Linked DNA regions of Mus musculus: regions 1 and 3 are each linked to region 2. A link is a contact called in public promoter capture Hi-C data. All regions are on one chromosome and are shown on one strand. The core of a region is the stretch at or near the end of the contact, and the rest is flanking DNA. Distances in the headings are between cores, read along the strand shown.

Region 1 (3,491 bases), core at 638-3,137, 330 kb before region 2:
TGCAGAGGCCCCTAGTGGGACAAGAATTAAAAATCCACGAGCTGTCTGTATTTGGCAAATCTACAGGGACATCAAGTAAATTAGTAGTTGGGTAGAGCCGAAGGTTTGAAATAAGCAAAGAGTGAAGAACAGGGAATTCTAAAATATGTACACATTGTGGGCAGCCACCCTACTGAACGACTTAACATATGAATCACCTCATGTTACTTGCCTGTGGCTCCTGGTGAGAACACTTGAGAACACTTCATTTTCTCTCTGTTTTCAAAGACACCATACATTGTTGTTAGCCATGGTCACTTTGTATACAGAAGACATATCATTCCTTCTAACTAGAGGAATACCCTAACTGAAGTTGATGCTTTTAAGATTGTAGCAACACCTCTCCATGTGATTACCCCAGTCCCAGTAGCCATAGCTCTCTTCTACTTTAACATTTGTACTGTACGCCAGGCGGTGGTGGCACATGCCTTTAATCCCAGCACTTGGGAAGCAGAGGCCAGCCTGGTCTACATAGTGAAGTCCAGGACAGCCAAGGCTACACAGAGAAACCCTGTCTCAAAAAACATTTGTACTGTATTACTTGGTAGGGGTGTATGTGTGTGGGGGTGTGTATGTATGTGCCCATGACACCCATTCAGAGGCCAGAGGAAGATACTGAGTATCTTCCACTGTCACCTGGTCACCTGCCTCCTTGTCCTCCTGTACACTGGTTACTTTTCTATTGATGTGATGGAACCCTGTAACCAAGGCAACTAGGAGAAGGGTTTATGATCCCAAAGGGATAAAGAGGTCACTGCGGGCTAAGTGTGACAGGCGGTGGCGGAAACAGGAAACTCGAAGCTCACGTCCACAAATACAAGCACAAAGCAGAGAGGGCACATTGGAAATGGCTCAAGGCTTTAACCTCCTAACCTTGGAGCCCTCTCCAGCAGTGACAACCTTCCTCCAGCAAGGCCACGCCTCTTTAACCTCAGCAAATAGCACCTACTACTGCCAATCAAGTGTTCAAAGGCCTGAGATGATGGAGATCATTCTCATTCGAACCACTGTACCTAGAGAGGTTTCTCACTTGCCTTACCTCAAGCTCCCGGGAGCCAGATGTCTCTGCCCTTCCCCAGCCCCCTTGCTGGGGTGTCCCCACACCCAGCTTTCATGTGGGAGCTGGAGATTCAAACCCCAGTCTTTATACTTGCATAGAGCACTTTTACCCACCCACGGAGCCATATCCCTGGCCCCTCTACTTTGCTCCTACCAGTTTATGTGACGTTGTTTGCACCTGGCTTATTTTATTTAACAGAACATCTTCCAGGTCTAACCATACCGTCACAAATATATTCGCTACCGTTCATTCACAGATGGATATTTGTTGATTTCATGCTTTGGTATGTTTTTCAACAGTCATTGCCATATTGATTTCCAAAAAAGGGCAACATATACTATCCATAATTCCAATAGTATAGGAGGACTTTCCCAAAATTCCTCTCAATAAAAGGGTATCTTCATCTTAATTTTTATAAGTTGAATATTCTAATTTGCAGCTCCGTAACTGTGAATGGTTTTTTTTTATAGTTGTCTATATCTTTGCAGACTTTTAAGTTGGTTTTGTGAATATGGGTTACTTATTTATTAAATTGACTAACTTTTCTAGATGTTTTGGTTTTTTTCTTTAAATTTTTTGAGTTTTAGCAGTATTTCCATATGCATTAAAAACATCCCCTTCCATGTGATCATTACCCCTTGGTTTCTGCTATGGCTTGTTCATGTGTCAGACAAAGGCCTCTGGGGTAGGACTGAGACCTAAGGGCCTTGGCCTGTGGGGTCAGAGGAGCTGTTTGCAGATGGAGCTTCTTCCTGTGGTCAGGGTCAGGATGCTGAGGCTCTTTCTGCTTCCCCTTTCTTCCATTCCTGGCCATGAGGTGAGCAGCTGCCTCTGTCATACACTCATGATGACACGTAGCCTCACCACAAACCGCAAAGCAATGGGCAAACGGACGACCATTCATGGGCTGGGTCCTCCAAAACCATGAAGACAAGTAAACTTTTCTACTTTTTAAGTTGATTGTCTTCGGGTATTTTATTGCAGCAATGGGAAATTGATAGCTTCGTTTCTAGTATAATTTGATATTCCAAGACATATGTATAATCATAACACATAATATCTTCCAGATTTATTGACTTGGATTAAAAAGTCTCCCTTGTCACAAGCATAAAACATGGCTCCTTACATTTACTTTGTCTGATTTTTATTTGAATATTTTTACATTTGATTTGCGCAGAGTGTTTTATATAGATGAAGGCAGCGTTCGATTTTTCTTTTTCTAAAAATATATTATTTATGAGTATGTGTGTGTGCAGCGCGTATGTGAGGACTCCAGAAGAGGATGTCAGGTCTCCTGGATATGGAGTCACAAGCAGTTATGAGCTGTCTACACGGGTGCTGAGAACCCAAGTTGGGTCCGCATCAAGAGCAACAAGCATCCCTAACCACTGGACCATCTTTCCAGCCCTCTCTTCTTTTGTTTGATGAGTGGTTAGTGGCACTAACACATCGGATAGGTAAATCACAGACCAATTCAAGAGCGGTAGCATGAATAGTATAGTTAAAAAGCAGGTAGACTGATTTGGGGTATCAGTTCCACCACTTCCTGTCTATGGAACCTTAAGTATGTGTGCTGGCTAATTTTTATGCCAACTTGACACAGTTAGAATTGGTAATAAATATCCTGAGACTGACTCTAAGACTGTAGGACTCTCTCTCTGGATGTGGGAGGAGACAGCCCACTGAAGGTGTCACTATCCTGAAGTCAGCTTGGCCATAAACCATGGTGACCTCACAGAGGTTAGCCGCAGAAACAGGGTGGCATCTCTATGGTTGCCTGCAGACTTACTGTTCACCCCTGGTCCCTTGTGACTGACTTTTCCTTCAGACATCTGAGGACAGAGTTTCCAGAGCTCTGAAGTGCTTCATCCCTGAATGTCATCTCTGTTTCCTCCATGGCAGGAACTCAGAGGCCACTTTATTGTGAGAAGGGAAATGGAAGGGCATCTATGGCCAGACTTCCCTCAGGGAGCCTGGCTTCTCTGTCCTGACAGGTCTGTAACCTTGTCCTTCCTCTAAGTCTCTTTCAAACCCTCTTTTCATTAGCACCATAAAAGTCTTGCACAGAGCTGTCTTGCTGTTCCTGATTTCTTGGGCATCACTTCCCAGCATGGGAAGCTGAGGCTACTCAGGGAACCCCACGCCGAGTGGCTGGTGGAGGATTTCCCAGAAGCAGCGAGTCCTGAGGAGGTGCTGCACCATAACTGTGCTGAGGCTCTGGTAGAAGAGATCATTAAGACTTGTTTTTCTGGACCAAGAATAGGAGGTATATTTTACACGCTACATCCTATTCTCTGGACTCTGAGGCCTTGTCCTGCTCACTGAGCATCTATATGCAGGAACTGGTGAGTCTTTCTTCCATCCTGCTGTAGCACCGGACCTATCTTCTTGC
Region 2 (3,237 bases), core at 139-2,638:
ATTGCACACACTAGCAAGATTTTATCGAAAGGACCCAGATGTAGCTGTCTCTTGTGAGACTATGCCGGGGCCTAGCAAACACAAAAGTGGATGCTCACAGTCAGCTAATGGATGGATCACAGGGCTCCCAATGGAGGAGCTAGAGAAAGTACCCAAGGAGCTAAAGGGATCTGCAACCCTATAGGTGGATCAACATTATGAACTAACCAGTACCCCGGAGCTCTTGACTCTAGCTGCATATGTATCAAAAGATGGCCTAGTCGGCCATCACTGGAAAGAGAGGCCCATTGGACACGCAAATTTTATATGCCCCAGTACAGGGCCAAAAAGGGGGAGTGGGTGGGTAGCGGAGTGGGGGTGGGTAGGTATGGGGGACTTATGGTATAGCATTGGAAATGTAAATGAGCTAAATACCTAATAAAAAATTAAAAAAAAATAAGTAGATAGATAGATAGATAGATAAATAGATAAATCTTTTTTAAAAAACAAAAACAAAAAAGTCATTCTAATGGGTTCAGCCTGGGCTTGCGTCTCCTTGTCGTCTAGAATCGAGCAGGAACTTTGTGGACAGCTGTGTGTCATCTCTGGAGAACGGCCTGTTCATGCCCTTCACTCGTTTATAAGTTGAACTTTGATGTTGTGTTATTATGATTGGCAAGTATGTTTTTTTTTTTCATCGAGATTGAGACATCCTTCTGAGACTTGTAACCAGTGAGCAGCCAATGTCACATCCCTATGGTCGGAGTCTTAAAAGTGTGCCACGCCTGTCCAGTAGCACTGGATACAATAGCCTATTTCCCCATGAAAGGTGTGAGCTTCTGAGACAGCTGTCCCTGCAGGCTTGGAGGGATCGGTCTGCAGCAGCAGCCACCGGAAGCTGCACGTTGGCCCCTCTCCCTGGGATTCTATTTTCACCATCTAGGTCACCTGGAACACAGCCTCTTGTCCAGAGAAGGGCTTTTCCCGGGCCAACTCCCCTCCCCATGTCCCACCACCACCCGGGCCCGTTATACTGAACCCTTTGGGAAAGGAGGTGTTAGCTGATCATCAGTATTTTTCAAAGTGCGGAAATAATCAAATAATTCTCAAGTGCTGTCCAGTTACAGACCCTTGGTGATCAAACACTGCCACCGACCTGGCCGAAAGTTTATGCCTGAGCTTTTCTCTGTTCCCTGGTTTGATCCGTTAGCCCAACGTTGGCCAGAGAGGGGAAGGGCGGCAGCATGGGGGATGGGGAACGACATGGGAGGTGCCTCTCCGACCTTTGGTGGCGGTGGGCGGGGAAGAGACCCCAACCCGCACCTCTGGGTGCAAGGCGTGGGCCCAGCATCCCCCCTCCCACCCCCCAGCTGCACGCGCCCCCCGCGCGCCCCCGCTCTAAAGTAAACACGGCGGAGAGGACCGGTGCCCCGCTCGCTGCCCGCTGGGCGAGGCATGGCGGAGGCGGTGCCGGCCTCTCCTGCGAGTGGCCTGGGCCTGCACCGGGGTATCATTCAATGGTGAGTGTCAGGACAGGGAGATACGGGCGCTGCCGGCAGGTGGGGAGCCCCGGAGGACGGGAGAGGAGCACCCCTGGTTCAGGAGACCCTGGCGGAGAACGAGGGAACACACACACACACACACAAGGTCTTCGTATCTGCACCCGGTGTGGTGCTGGTTTTCCACCTAGCTGTCCCGGTGGGTCCCACTTCCCGTGGGGGAGCAATCCAGCCTGTTCCAACCAGAGCGAAGCCCTGTTACTGAAACACTGGCAGGCCTTGGCCTTGGAGGAAGCGTGTTGTTGTTGTTGTTGTTTTCCTCCTGGCAAGAGCTCTAGAATGGAAGTGTCTTAACTTAAAACAACGTTTAGCTTCAACAATGCACTACGTATTACTTGTGAAAGTCATTTCTTGGCTATTTCAATAGAGGAGAGGAAAACTATAAAAAAAAAAAATACCCTCAGCTCATGGGCCTGAACTCAAAAGAGTCTGTGGCTCTTTATAAATAGGAAAATAATTAAAGCCAGTCCTCAGACTGTAGCTTTATAAGGTGACTATTATATATCAGCATACATTTTTCTTTGTGTGAGCTTTAAGAAATATTTCTCAGGGGAAACTTTTTTTTTTAAGAGTCACCTGAGGAAGAAGTAGTTTTTAAAAAAGAGAAGAATATGTTTATGATTATAGTTACTACTTTGTTCCAAAAGAGAATTTATTGCCCATCTTATCTTGCGAGAGGAAAAAAAAATGTAGTCAGACCCCCTTGCCTGCCTTCTTAGCAAAAGAGTCAGTTCGGTGCCTTAATTAGCTACTTCAGCTCACCACTGCTACAGAGACTTTTGCTACAGAGAAGTGAAAGAATGATTACAAAGTTTAAACTACTTGGGCATCCTCTTTAGGTCAGGTACTGTGGCCAGATTTCCTTTTGCCATAGGTTCTTCAGAACTGAGAAAACCAAAAGACTTCAATTCTCCTAACACTGGCATTCAAACCACTGCCCCAGTGTCTAAGATAGAATCCTGGAACAAAGATATCAGGCTGCCCAGAATGGGGGCAGCAGTGGCTAGAGCTGGAGGAACCATGGGAGGCAGCTCAAGAGAGAGTAGGGAGAGGCCCCAGATGTCCTGTGGAAGAAGGGCCCTGTTTATGGATTACATCACTCCCTGTTTTCCAGTCAGTGCCTTGTTAGAAGGGACAACGATCAGTCAGGTGGGGTCCTATCTGGGCCATGATTACCACTGTCATCTGAACATGATAAATTGTCCCTGGGAGAAAGGTCAGGATGTTGGCCAGTCTGGGGGAACAGAAGTAAGGTCTCCAAGTCAGAGACAGGAAGAGACATGGTCAGACGAGGGAGCACAAGCCTGGACACAATAGTGTAGACGCAGACCCCGGGTCAGGCCTTGGCATCTAATCTCAGGTAAAGCACAGGGGCATTTTGGTGGCACAATGGCAGCCCCTTAACCAGAGTCACCTGTGGTGGTCACCTGCCTCACACCCTCTCCTCAGAGCCGCATGCAATAGAGGTCAGGCTTAGCAGAGCAGGTTTCCCTTGGGACTGGCTCCCTGGGGGGCAGTGTGCTGCCGCCATGCCCGTGACTTTCTTGCTTCTGTTTACATTATGATGGGAGAGATAAAAATGGCAATCGCTGAAAAAAAAAATCAGGTTAATAAAGAAAATGGTTTAACCAATAGCTCCTCCAGAATTTTCGGTCCTCAACCCGCCCCACTGTTCCTGTGTCTGCAGCAGGACAGAGCA
Region 3 (3,407 bases), core at 680-3,179, 280 kb before region 2:
CTGCTTGGCTATTCTGCTGTCCACCGCCCTGCAGTGGGGAATCCCGACGGGAGAGGACAGGGGAACGAGAGGTCGTTCTCACGGGAACCTTTAGGTAGGAAACACAGCAGTTAAGACAGACAACAGAAGAACACCACAGCTCCCCCCCAGCCCCCCCTCCTCACAGTACACTTTATAACACAGCCTTCCTCAGTCCGGAATGCCTGCCACGAAGCTAGCTCTTCCCTTTCCCAAGCCTCCCCTGCTCCTGCACGATCCAGACAGCCTGGCCCATCTCTACAGTCCTGTCATGCTGAAGTCATGTTTGGACTGAAGCGGGTGGCAGAGAGCATACAGCAGCGCTTCCCTGAGATAGTATGTGAGAATCACAAAAGTAAGCTCAAAGAAATCCAACAACGGTCTACAAATAGATCAGCAGGAAGCAAAGACTGGCAAAGAAGCGAGAAAATATTCAGAGGAAGCAAATTCCAAGTGGAGGAAAAAATAAACTGAGATGTGCCTTTTAATCCTCATGTACTATTAAGTACAATACGCTCAACTTTAAAGTAAAAAATCATGGTCTTGTTAATTTTTCCTCATAAGATTTTTTCTTAAATTCTTGATGTCATGCACAATAATGGAGAGCTTCTGTACACATTTATAATTCTACTTATTTAGAAGCATGTTGCTTAAAATTTTTTCCATAAATACTTTTTATTAAACTACGTTTAAAACCAGTCAATGATAAAAAGCTAACTAACCATTGGCTAATTGTAACTGCTGAGGTGGGGAATGGCTTCCCTCCCTGAGAAGTCATTTGAAACTTCTGGCCCTTTAGCCCTGATGAAGTAAGTCACTGTTCCCATCATCACAGCAAACAGTAAGTTTAAATAAAGAGAAAACAGCGCGTCTGTCTGTCTGTCCTTACCCTTGGAGGCACCTCGTCACTGTCTGATCTAGACCAAGCCTTTTGGGTGGGCTCGGGCACCTCCGACTTAGAGTCAGAGCTCTGACTGAGCCCCTCACTGCGGGAAGGTGGACATGGGTCCTGAGAGCGGAGATGGTGGTGTGCGAATTTGGGAGAAGGGTCACTGAAGGAATGGGATCTCGAGACAGGGGAGACATTGTTCTTGAGAGATGCCAGGTGGGACCACTGTACCTTACAAGAAAACAAAACACAAAACATTCAATGCGTTCTGCATACAACTAGCTTTTCTGGTCAACACTAAATCCCAAACAGGAGGTGGGTGTGAGTCGGGGAGGCATAGTGTCAAGCATGGAGCAGCCAATAGGCTCCATGCTGGTGACAGGCAAGAGGAAGAGCAAAGGCACACGCATAAGGGAAAGTGCCCAGACACAAACTGCAGACAGCAGTGAACAGGGGCATGCACAGACCCCCGAGGGGAGAGTGATACATGCATGTCCATGTCAGCACAGAGAGCTGGGGACCACATGACAGAGACACTGCTCATCAGCAAACCTCCCCACCACCTCAGAACCCTGGGTCTGAGAATCTTACTGACGGGACTTATTTGTGCGTGCACACACACTCTTCCTATTATGGGACTGTAGCAGAGAAACTTAAGAACAGCCAACTTTTCAAGAATACCAATATTTTTTTCTCCCAATCTTAAAATGTTTTAGACCTAGCTGAGTTTACACTCCTAGTTATGAAAAAAGTGGGATTAAAATTTCTTTACCAAAATATCCAGTACCAAGAAAGCCCAGGCTGACCAGCATCAAGATACTCTGGGCTGACAGTAGGAATATGCCTTTGAAATGAGAACTCAAGGACATGACAATTGGCCAAGTGAATTTCTGCAGTCACTTTAAAAAAACATCCTCTCAGAACTCTATAAACTATTTTAGTAAGAGGTACCTGTACCTCACTGCTGGAGAATAACCAACCACTAAGGCGGTTATGGGAGCTGTAACTCAGCACGCACTAATCAATGTGTCTTGTGCTGACTTGCCTGGCTTCTGCAGGTGAAACCGGCAGTTAAGACCCAGTGCATAGTCTCTGTGGCTCACAGGCAGATCCAAAGAATCCTAGCTTTGGTACAATTCCCATACTACTAAAACATCTAAGTGTTCACTGGGAGAGCAACCAAACGGATGTGTTACCAAATAACGCTAAGTGGGACTCAACGCTAGGAGCCACACGAGTTTCCCTCCTGCAGGTGAAAGCTTGGGGCAAGAACTCTGCAGCGGAGGAAGAGAGGCTGTCTGTCTCATCTCCTCAAACAGAAGCTTCTCGAGCCTGCTGCTCAGAGGCAAGTTTGCCCTTGTGTTGGGTTTAGCTCTCAGGACAACCATGCTTCTCACCAGGAAACAGGCACTAAGTGGAGCAGCAAGTGGCACCTGGCCCTTCCCACTGCCTCTGCTGGCATTCTCTGGTGTAGCTCTCTGAAGCTCTCAGCTGCTATATCTGCATAAACCCCACCCCCTGTACCTCAGATTTGCTCAGCTCAACCATCCCCCAGGAGGGTTGGTTACTGCAGAACACATTCAAATTCTCATGTGACTGCATCTGTCACAGAAGGGCCATTTCTTCTCAAAACCACCAACTCTTGTCCTAGGTGACATGCAAACACCAGGGCCGACCGAGTACAGAAAGCTCAGAGAAGTGTGTGAGGCAGAGCAGCATGGAGGAGTGCCTACACACCCTCAGGGGATGGGTGTGTCTGCCACCTACTGTCCTTTCTAGACAAGGCTGCTGCTTCTCTTCTGAGCACTCAGACAAGACAGACTCTGGGACAGACTGAAGGAAAAGTCATAAACTCTGTCCTAATCTCTTACAGGAAATCAATATTCAACCCACTAGGCATAACCTGTGTTCAATCTTGACAGGTTTGAGAATCTGGTTTTGTATTTTAAAACAACAAACAAACAAACAAACAAAACCAAAAACCTTTTCCCAGGAAATTTACACATTCAGCCAAATAAATAGGAGCCTGCACAGAAATGCAAGGCCACCTTTAGCGTCCAAAGGTCCTTCAGGGAGCTGGGACCACAGACACAAAGTACTTACTTCAAAATGTTCAGGTTAAAAGTTCTCTTCTAACCTGCTTATACAATAAAACCAACGTTCTAAAAATATAATTTAAAAAAGTATTTAAGAGGAAGGAGGGACTTCACATCTGAGTTAAGGAGGGGGAAATAAAAGTATTGACTGGAGATAGCCATAATGAGTTCAATAAAAATCTTAGACAACAAAACAAACAAACGACAAGCCTCCTCTCCCTACGCTGAATGCACGCCTCCTGTTCACACCAGCTGTTGAGACAACGGGCTACACGTGGCACAGGGAGCTACTGCTGCTACCTGTGGCTCCGCTGGTCTCTGCAGGGCAGGGTGCACAGACTCGGAGTTGCCATTGGAAAAAGACTCTGACCGGGAAGGCACGGGTGGCTCCAGTCCTCTGCCCG

Evidence for each region. Promoter capture Hi-C pulls out the DNA fragments that hold promoters and counts their contacts.
Region 1: a promoter capture Hi-C map of hematopoietic stem and progenitor cells shows a contact between it and region 2, with 3 times the contacts expected there. The contact joins the enhancer-like site here to the promoter of Rfx8 in region 2. A contact is called at or near these places in 8 of 39 promoter capture datasets (the C10 cell line, the HPC-7 cell line, cranial neural crest and 4 more) and 1 of 115 datasets of contacts at active chromatin or transcription factors (pancreatic cancer cells).
Region 3: a contact with region 2 is called in a promoter capture Hi-C map of embryonic stem cells, with 5 times the contacts expected there. The contact joins the enhancer-like site here to the promoter of Rfx8 in region 2. A contact is called at or near these places in 12 of 39 promoter capture datasets (the 3T3-L1 cell line, 3T3-L1-derived adipocytes, the C10 cell line and 7 more), 2 of 484 Hi-C or Micro-C datasets (bone marrow-derived macrophages and uterus), 4 of 115 datasets of contacts at active chromatin or transcription factors (fibro-adipogenic progenitors, heart atrium, memory CD8 T cells and 1 more) and 3 of 9 other capture datasets (adipose tissue, embryonic stem cells and liver).

What each region holds. Positions count from the first base shown.
Region 1 is chr1:40,049,772-40,053,262 of GRCm38.p6, reverse strand. No RefSeq gene overlaps it. Among named protein-coding and RNA genes, the nearest start is that of Il1r2, 33 kb to the left of the region's middle. Within about 2 kb of position 1,887, at least 57 of the 459 cell types and tissues checked have an H3K27ac peak or open chromatin away from gene starts, as enhancers often do. A contact at or near this core is called in the HPC-7 cell line and hematopoietic stem and progenitor cells, where this site is marked.
Region 2 is chr1:39,719,140-39,722,376 of GRCm38.p6, reverse strand. Rfx8 (regulatory factor X 8) reads left to right here and starts at 1,388. Exons shown (of 15, transcript NM_001145660.1): 1 at 1,388-1,499. The coding sequence starts at 1,435.
Region 3 is chr1:40,001,488-40,004,894 of GRCm38.p6, reverse strand. Map4k4 (mitogen-activated protein kinase kinase kinase kinase 4) reads right to left here. Exons shown (of 32, transcript NM_001252200.1): 16 at 3,304-3,407; 17 at 908-1,138; 18 at 1-88. Among named protein-coding and RNA genes, the nearest start is that of Il1r2, 82 kb to the left of the region's middle. Within about 2 kb of position 1,929, at least 47 of the 459 cell types and tissues checked have an H3K27ac peak or open chromatin away from gene starts, as enhancers often do. A contact at or near this core is called in embryonic stem cells and trophoblast stem cells, where this site is marked.